Linked DNA regions of Hordeum vulgare: region 2 is linked to region 1. Evidence: chromatin contacts called from public Hi-C data. All regions are on one chromosome and are shown on one strand. Each heading gives the region's core, a stretch centred on a gene start, on an enhancer-like site or on the middle of the called end of the contact. The rest is flanking DNA. Distances are from core to core; before and after follow the strand shown. Region 1 holds the start of LOC123445391. Region 2 overlaps LOC123445391.

Region 1 (4,672 bases), core at 1,440-3,939:
GAGATGCATCTTCTAGTGATAAACATGTCCAAGCTCGAGCTACCTCTGTGGAGGTGTGAACCGCGATCCATGCTCTGCAGAAGGACAAGACTCCTGACTCAGGACAAGTTTTTGCACATGTTCTTCCAATATTGTTGAGTAACAGTCAAAGTTGATTTCTTGGTGGCTATGGATCAAGTGTACCATCTCAAGGGAGCTGATTACACCTCATCCAGGCTTCCTTGATGCCACGTCCAAAGATTTGGCGACAAATCAAAGGGACTTCCAGCCTGTTAGCCCAGTTCACTCCTCTAACTCATTGAAGATGATGGCGAAACAGCTTGCTTCTCATTTGCCTGAGCTTCACGTAACGAAAAAGAGGGCGTTTGTGAAGGATCATAGCATTCCGAAACTTTTTCATGGTTCAACACAAGGTCAAGGCGATGCACATAAAGAAACTCCCTGCTCTTTCATCAGGCTCGACATTTCACGCACTTTCGATTCGACGGCTTGGTCATTCCTCCTCGAAGTGATGTCGCGTCCTCATTTTGGTCCTAGGTGGAGGGAGCAACTTATGTTGTTATTGTGCATCTTTAGCCCAGGTCCTCATCGATGATAGCCAACGAAACTCATTTGGCAAGTTTGTGGGTTGTGGCCTACGACAGGGTTCCCGATCTTACCTACCTTCGACACATTCTAGAGGTGTTCGCTGTGGCTTCGGGCTTGCGCGTGAATATGGTTGAGAGTGATAGTGCAGATCAAGTTCAATGTTGAGAAATGACGACTGAACTTGCAACATTCCCTTGTAGGCCTGAGGTATTACCTATTAGGTACATTGGGCTGGTGTGGAAACCTTAGGATGCGCTCAAATATATGCTTTTTGCTTGGACTGTACTGCTGGATCGATGTTGGACTCTGACAGGTCAGGTTGATGCGGCCTTCCACCCTTCCCGCATCAAGATGTGTACCCTTTGTGCACGCAGTCATCGGGACATCAACCACCTCCTAATCGCTTGTGTATTCTCTCATAGGGTGTGGTTTTGTATCATGTGATGGATTGATGTTGCACAGTCTGCTCCTACAAGGCATGACATGTTACAATCCTCATGGAGCCTAGCCCGATACTGGCTCCCCATTGAGGTTAAGGGTGGTTTCAACTTGGTGGCCACTGCATCATGCTATCCATTTGGCTGGAAAAACCATTGGGATTAGGAGTGGTTTCAAGCGGCCACTGCACCATGCAATCCATTTGACTAGAAAGAAAGAAATTTGTTTTCAAGAAGAAATTCATGTCAGCAACACATGTAATTAACTAGATCAAAGATCTGCCGACAGAGAAAGTTGGTAGGCAATGGTAGTCAAGCAAGAATCATTCCTTAGCCTTAGTTGCGGTGGTGGTGTGGCTATATCTGGCACCTTTGAATATCTTCTTGTAGTTGTAACCCCTCTATACCTTTAATATATAGATAGATGCAAATTGAGGGTACTCACAAAAAAAGTAGGCAGAGGTAAAACAAAGATTGAAACACAAGCGTTGGGTGGCCTGTGAGGACCATAAAAGGAATTTGCAGCATCATGATCCTACTACTACGATTGCAATACTACAAGCAAGGGCAAACAGTTGATCCTAAGTTCCTAAATTGTCTATCATGTAAAAATAGGCAGATTATTTTGACTATGGTTCTTTTTTTACACTTTGTCTCCATTCCATTAATTATTATCTATAGATTGTATGATATGTCCATCCAATTAGTTACATCTTTACCTAATAGTCACCTAAAGCTTAGTTAGCAAGAGAGACCAAAGCAAATTGGGGTTAGGGAATTTTGATCAGGAAAATATTGTCAGCTTGCCTAGGTTCAGTGGAGATGGAAAATTAGTGAAAGATGAGCTTTGATAGGTGAATTGCAAAATGGGATTGGGTCATAGGCTATCAAGTTTACTTCTTCTTTACCACGATTTTGTGCTATCCTATAAGCAGACGCGTTTCAGTGAAATGTACTTTGAAACCACCATAATCAAGAGATGCCAGGCCTCCCCCTGTCGTCGCCCCCTTCATGTACGATAACAAGGACATCTATTGGGACTTCTTTTAACAGGATTTCCCTTACAGTACAGATACTGCTGAATGATATGTGACATATGCAACAAGGCCCTCGACTTAACCACGGGAATGTGCATAGAGCAGCGCATAAATCTCATCATGAAACAATACCACCAATGCTGACCACCGGAAAACTTTGGTGTGGCAATGACTGCTGTATTTACCTGAATCTGAATTTCTTGCTGTTCCCGGCCCGTCCCAAGCCCACGTATCTTGAAAAAACCTGAGATTATGCACAAAAAACAAAACGGATTGAGTCGGGAACTACTGGCAACACGGAACCAACCTTTGAAACAAAGAACTTTTGGGGACTGGCCAGGTCAATGCGCCATCGATGGGGATTCTTTTTGCCGGTGAATAAAAAGACATTGGGGATTTATTTATTTTTTGCAGAGGAGGCGGCGCGGGGTGGGGGGTGGGGGGAGATGGGGAAGGGGCGGAGGAGGGGAATGGGGAGGCGGCGCACCTGAACTCCGCGGGAGAATCGACCGGCGGAAGACACCAAGCGCCGCCTCCTGGAGGAGCGGGCGGCGGCGCACCTGGGCTCCGCGAGAGAATCGGTCGGCGGAAGAGCCGTTCGGCGAGAGGGGCAGGGTCGACAAAGGGTTCCGCCGTTGCAGCGGTGTCGACTGTCGAACTCTCACCTAATGGGCCCCTCGCCTAATCGGGCTAGGCAAGAGCAGCCCTGGATGCTTTTCCTTTTGGGCCTTTGTAGCAACACCAGGCGACCCTTATAAAATGTAAGCACGAGGGACAAAGGAAAAGACCATCCGGGTAGAAACCAAGAAAACAAATGCAGAAAACCAACTTAATAAACTGAGAAAAATATTTACAATAAAATTGCCACCAAAATCTAGGAATCTATATGTCTAAAAATAGGTAAGAAAATATATTAGCTGATAAAATTGCAATGTTATACTACTTGTTAAACTACCACACAAAAACATACATACAAAAAGAAAAATGCCATGATTGAGTACAACTAGCAAAATTTGCATGGTCTATGTTAAAAAAAAGTATACGCAAGCACCTAGTAAAATTGCAACGATTTTCTATTTTTCATGACTTAAGACAAACAGAATTATCATTAAGTTTGACATTGGTCTAATACAAGAAAGATTACCAATACTACATACAATAATACTACCATGGTTTAAAAATAAAAATGCCATAATGTACATAATGAAATTGCCATGGTGCCTACAAATAAACTACAATGATCTAATAAAATAAAATATTCATGATCTAAATAAAACAATTGCCGTGTTTTAGATGATATAAGTGCAATGTTACCTACAAAAAACTACCTTGATATACTTAATAAATTGTTGAGGGTGTAAAATAATATTAATAAAATATCGACCATGGTCCAACAAATAAATTTGCTATAGTATAAAACTTCTATTTTCATGGTCCGATATAATTTTGCAATAGTCCATAAATTTTGCCATAGTAAAATTATTTTCCATGGTAGACAATATACCATGGATTGTCCGGTAAATTTTGCTATGATCCCAAAAAAATGCCATGGTCCATAACGAAAATTTACCATGGTCCCAAAAAAATGCAATGGTCCAAAACATCATGACAAAACACCTTTGTAGATCATGGCAAATGTGGATAAAAAAAATTAGGAATTTGCAATGTGCACATGGAATTTTTTTAAGAAAAAGTGTTGTGTCAAAAACAAATGGCAACTTTTGGTAATTTGTAACGGGTACATGGCAAATATAGGAATTATGTTCTTTTTAAAAGATGGAAAATTTAGGAACTTGCCAACATGGCAAGTCTTAGAAATTTTGTACTCTAAAAGATGAAAGGTTTTGAAAACTCGTAATTGGGCACATGGTAAAGATAGGGATTACTTTCTTTAAAAACATGGCAAATTTAGGAACTTGCCATCGACACGTGTCAAGTTTGAGAATTTTGTTCTCTGAAAGATGAAAAGTTTTGAAAATTTGTAATTGGGAACATGGCAAATTTAGGAAATTTCTTCTTTAAACAGAAAAGATGGCGAATGTTAAACAAGTTGCCATGGACACATGGCAAATTTAGGGTTTTGTTCTCTAAAACACATGGCAACTTTAGGAAAAGATGTAATGAGCACACCGAAAATTTAGGGAAAATGATTTATATTTTTTTGCAAAGATAGTTAACTCACGGAATTTCCACGTACCAAAAGTAGGCATATCCAGCGCAGGACTTGAGAAGATCTAGTGCATAGTGGACGACTAAAGCATCCTGATAATGTCAGAAGAGATCGTGGTAGACCGAATCTGACATGAAAAGAGTCTGTAAAGAGAGATTTGAAAGATTGGAGTATCACTAGAGAACTAGCCATGGACAGGGGTGCGTGGAAGCTTCCTATCCATATGCCAGAACCATGAGTTAGTCGCGAGATCTTATGGGTTTCACCTCTAGCCTACCCCAACTTGTTTGGGACTAAAGGCTTCGTTGTTGTTATTGTTGTTGTTGTTGTTGTTATTGTTGTCAGTGGCGGATCCAGGATTTCAAGTTACCCGGGGTGGACTTTTCATGGAAACAAAAATCAGGGTCAATCAAATAAAACAAAATGCCCAAGCAGTATCC
Region 2 (4,672 bases), core at 683-3,182, 36 kb before region 1:
AGATGATGCGGATAGCATGGATCTGAACATCTAATCGCTTATTCTCTAATTCGGGTACTGCTATAAAAGACTATGCTCTCTGTTTGCCTAGGCAGTTTGTATTCTTTTAGTACTGTCGGTTTGACTGTCGTTTTTAGTTGCTCCATCAGACATTACCTGTGTGTTTTGCGTGGAATGGATGTTTTCTTTTAGTTGGTGGTAAACGTTGATCTTGTAGCTCGGTTTGCTTTGCTGCTACGTTAATAAAAAAATGGAGCGGGGGGAAACCCCTCTCTTTTCAAAAAAATGGTATGCTGCCTCGAGAGATGACGAGGATCGAGGCCGTCACGGGAGGCCTCCAGAAAGAAGTCGAAGGCTTGATCAAGTCGCACGGCGGACTGGATCTGCTCGGCAGCGGCGAGCCCTGTCCGGTGATCGAAGGGGATGATGTCTAGGCACTCCACCTCGTCCTCGTCGTCGCTGAGCTTGTAGCAGTAGAGGAGGGGGAGGGTTAGCTGGTGGGCGTGGTGGGCGAGGAGGAAGCCACGGGCAGAAGTAGCACTACGCCACGTGCGGCAAACGACGCGACAACGGAGGAGGGGTTTAGGGGGCACACAGACGAGGATCTCCTAGATGAAGATCTCATCCGGGAGGTCGCGATTGGAAGCCTCCGCCATGGTCGCTGGTTAGGAGCGTGGAGTGGCGGCGGCTGGTGGGAGATTGTGTGTGGTAGTGACGGCGGAGGCAAGCACGGGTCCTAGTTGTTGACCGAACTCTTTGTTTCTTTTTTTCTTTTTTTAAGCAGATGACCGTTGCAGGCGTTGGTTAAAGGCAAATTTTCCTAACGAACGCCTGCAGGCGCGTTAGATGGGCTGGCCCGTTTCTCTATTTATTTTGTATGTTTTTTTCTTCGGTGTCCAAAAATGCGCAAACCCAATTTGGCGCTGGTTAAAGGAAAATTTCCCTAACCGGCGTTAGATGGGCTGGCCTGTTTCTTTGTTTATTGTGTATTTTTTTTTTCTTCGGTGTCCAAAAATGTTAGCAAAAGAAGTGGGCATGGAGTGGTGAGTCAAACCGCTGACCTCCAGTTTCTAAGCGCAATGCCCTAACCAGTAACCACTACGCCACACAACCTTTTGTGACTATTTTTATCTTTCTAGTTCTTTAATTACTTCCACTTTTTCTTTCTTTTTTATTTTTTCCTGTTCTGGTTTGCTAAACTTTTTTTATGAAGTTGTGAACCTTTTTCTAAAAGTTGATAAATTGTTTTTCAATTTTTGATGAACTTTTTTCAAATTTAGTGAATGTTTTTCAAATTTGATCAACTTTTTTCAAATACGATGAATTTTGTTCAGATTTGATATACTTTTTTTGGAAATCCATTAACTTGCTTTCAAATTCGATGAACGTTTTTCAAATTCGATGAACTTTTTTCAAATATGATGAACTTTTTTGGAAACATCGATGAAGTTTTTCAAAATTGATGAACTTTTTCTGGACTGGTGAACTTTATTTTTAAAAATTGATGAATATCTTTTCGAATTTTTTAAATTTTGGAAGAATCTATGAACCTTTTTTCAAAATCAATGAACTTTTTAAAACTCGTGAATTTTTTTCAAAATTGATGAACTGTTTTTCAACATTAATGAATTGTTTTTCCACATCAATGAACTTTTTTCCAAAATTGATGAATTTTCTTGAGTGCATGAACTTCCCTAATTCATGATTTGTTTCAAATCTGTGTGCTTTCAAGTTTTGTTCACATGTTTTTGAAAAAAGTTTACATTTTTCTAATATGTATGTGCAATGAATAGCGCGCTACAATTGTTATGCGAGATTCATTCGAGCTAAATGGTCCTAGTTCGATTCCTTGTGGGAGCAATGTCCGGCGCTTCCCTCTTAGTTAGTCCAGCCAGACATTAATCCATTTCAGCCCAGAACTTCATGCATTCCGGTAATGGGCCAGCCATGTACTCGTCCTCAAACCTTCCTCCTTATTTCGGCAAGGTTCAGAATGTTCCACGCCGTCTTTTTTCATCTCTTTTCTGTGTTTTATAAAACAAATCGGATTTTTTTCTTGTCATTTTCCCATTTAAAAATTTCCTAATATTTTTAAAATAATTTCAAAACCAAACCCATGCACATGTTCGAATTGGTGAGTTTTTTAAATTCATGAAAAATTTATCAAATTTGTAAACATTTATTTCCAAATTTGTGAATATTTTTTTTAATGAGTATTTGTCAAATCCACGTAGATTTTTTAATTCATGTTTTTTTCAAAACCAGAAAAAGGTAAAATAAAAATAAACTCCCTAAACTTTTTTTTAATTCAGCAATTTTTCAAAATTAAAATATCCGTTAGCCAGTTTCTTTCCCGAGCCAGAAGAGCAGCAGTAGCAAAAGCGAGTGAAAAAACGAGCTAAAAGCTTGCACATGTACGTTTTCGTGCAATAATATGACATGTGTATCATGTGTAAAAAGGAAAAATAAACTTAACTTACCAAATTCAGTGGTGCCCAAAATATTTCCAAATCCTCTGTAGTAGCCAAGGGCAAATATGGTCTCCTTCACTGATCATTGGCTCTGAAATGGCTAGAATAGCATGTACCAGACAACATTATATAATCCCAAAATTGATAACATTATACTCCCTCCGTTCCTAAATATAAGTCTTTTTAGAGATTTCAGTAATGAATACATACGAAGCAAAATGAGTGAATCTCACTCTTAAATGTACCTACATACATCCGTACATAATCCCCTAGTAAAACCTTTAAAATGACTTGTATTTAAGAACGGAGGGAGTATGAGACATATCAAATTTTACCTCGAACAGAATAATTTAGTAAATTGATTGATTTTGCATACCAAGCCCTGCAAGTGCAGGGGGGAAATGCACCTATATAATTTTGGAAGGAAAATTCTTTCCATGAGGTAATATATATGCAAGGCTCTCCTATAGGTGGTCTCGAAAGAAAACACTGAAATATGTCCTAGTTGGCAGGGTTTCATCAGCAAAACAAAAAAAATCCGGCGTAGTCTCGGGCACTACCGAAATAACTGTCTATGCCGTCGGCACAGGACGAAAACCATTGGGATAGGCCTATGTCAACGGCAGCCATCGGCATAGGTATGTTAGCAACTTGTACGTCAGCGTATCCAAAACAGGCGCCCCTAATCAGTCTGAACACGCGTGCTCGTCAAGACAAGCTCATTGAAACATTAAAAGGAAAACACAACTTCATCAACGATGATGCAAGGTTAGAGCACGTCCATTCTCAAACAGACCACCGATAACAGAACTCTTGGCTATTGATGGTAAATTTAATTGCAGAGAGCAGTAACAGAAACTAGAGTGTTCCTAATGTCTTAACCTGATCATGCAAGGAAAGATGATCTTTCTTGGAGCTAACTACAATACTGGGCATGACCAGTTGCTTTTTTGAAGCCCTATCTATAGATTGTCGGGTATCACTACCTGTCCGAACAGGACCACTGAGCCAGGATCAGTCGGTCTGTGCTACCACTATATATCTTCAAAGGCACTGCACATCAAAAGAAATTTGGTGCACTAATTAAAACAAAAACAAAATAAAGATTCATTTGAGACTAGCAATATCAGATGGTATAGAGAAGCTACCTTCTAGCAACTGGAAATTCTGAACAAGACGATTAATTACCAGAATAAACATAACTTCAGTTACGCTTCGGCCATGGGTTATTTTCCTCAAATTTCCAAGGTGCCAGCGCTATGCTTGATGGAGCATAGTCAACAGACTGCAGGAGATTTTGTGCCCGTCTGATTTTGTTTACTAGTTCCTGCAGTTTCATTGTGGTCTCGCTAACGGTGCCAGTAGGCTTAAGTGATGCATGCTCACTTGAGGTCTTGAGTTTCTTACAACTGGGGGGACTTGATTGCTCATTGGTAAAGAACTGAGGAGACTGTCCTGAATTGGCCATAGGAGACGTCGGACAGTCTGCTTGGCTGTTCATGCAACATTCACCAGTTTCATTGGGTGCGAGTTGCACTTTTGAATCGGTGACCTCCAGAGAATCGTCAGGCTCACTTGACGTCGTGAGTTTCTCGAAACTGACGGGACTTGATTGCCCATCGGTTAGGAACTGAGGAGACTGTCCTGAATTGACCACAGGAGACGTTGGACAGTCTGCTTGGCTGTTCGTGCAACATTCAACGGTTTCATTGGGTGCGAGTTGCACTTTTGAATCGATCGCCTCCAGAGACGCGTCAGGCTCTTCATTCATGAACTTTTGTGGTTCCTCTTCACCGTCTATTTGACTTTTCATGCAGCACCTGCCATTTGTATTGGCTGGATGTTTTACACCTGGATACGCCAACTCCTGGCATTTTCCTATTTCTTGCTCCAATGAATCAGATGATCCATTCAAGCATCTTTGTAGTACCTCGTTACCATCACAAGATTGCTCAACATCGTCATCTGAGCTGCTACTTCCTGTATCTGTATACCAATAGCAAACAAATATTATTGTGCAAAAAAGGTAATTGCTCTAGTACAAGGTAACTCCAGAAAAATAATTTGAACGATAGTCATAAAGGTTTTGGATAATGTAATCATTAAGATTTCACTTTGGACAGGGGTTTTGCAGCACTGGCAAGAGGGTGCATTACAGTGGTGGTTCTGAAATATTTTTGCTTGAGATTATAGGAGCCTTG

The links. A called contact is a pair of places that touch in the nucleus more often than the background predicts.
Region 2: a contact with region 1 is called in a Hi-C map of leaf, with 2.5 times the contacts expected there. The contact joins the enhancer-like site here to the promoter of LOC123445391 in region 1. A contact is called at or near these places in 2 of 6 Hi-C or Micro-C datasets (leaf and seedling).

Annotation. Positions count from the first base shown.
Region 1 is chr3H:587,191,039-587,195,710 of MorexV3_pseudomolecules_assembly, reverse strand. LOC123445391 reads right to left here and starts at 2,689. Exons shown (of 9, transcript XM_045122369.1): 1 at 2,550-2,689; 2 at 2,248-2,306.
Region 2 is chr3H:587,225,796-587,230,467 of MorexV3_pseudomolecules_assembly, reverse strand. It overlaps LOC123445391, which reads right to left. Exons shown (of 9, transcript XM_045122369.1): 8 at 3,660-4,457; 9 at 3,274-3,524. The coding sequence ends at 3,676. Among protein-coding and RNA genes, the nearest start is that of LOC123442126, 14 kb to the left of the region's middle. Within about 2 kb of position 1,932, at least 2 of the 3 cell types and tissues checked have open chromatin away from gene starts, as enhancers often do. A contact at or near this core is called in leaf, where this site is marked.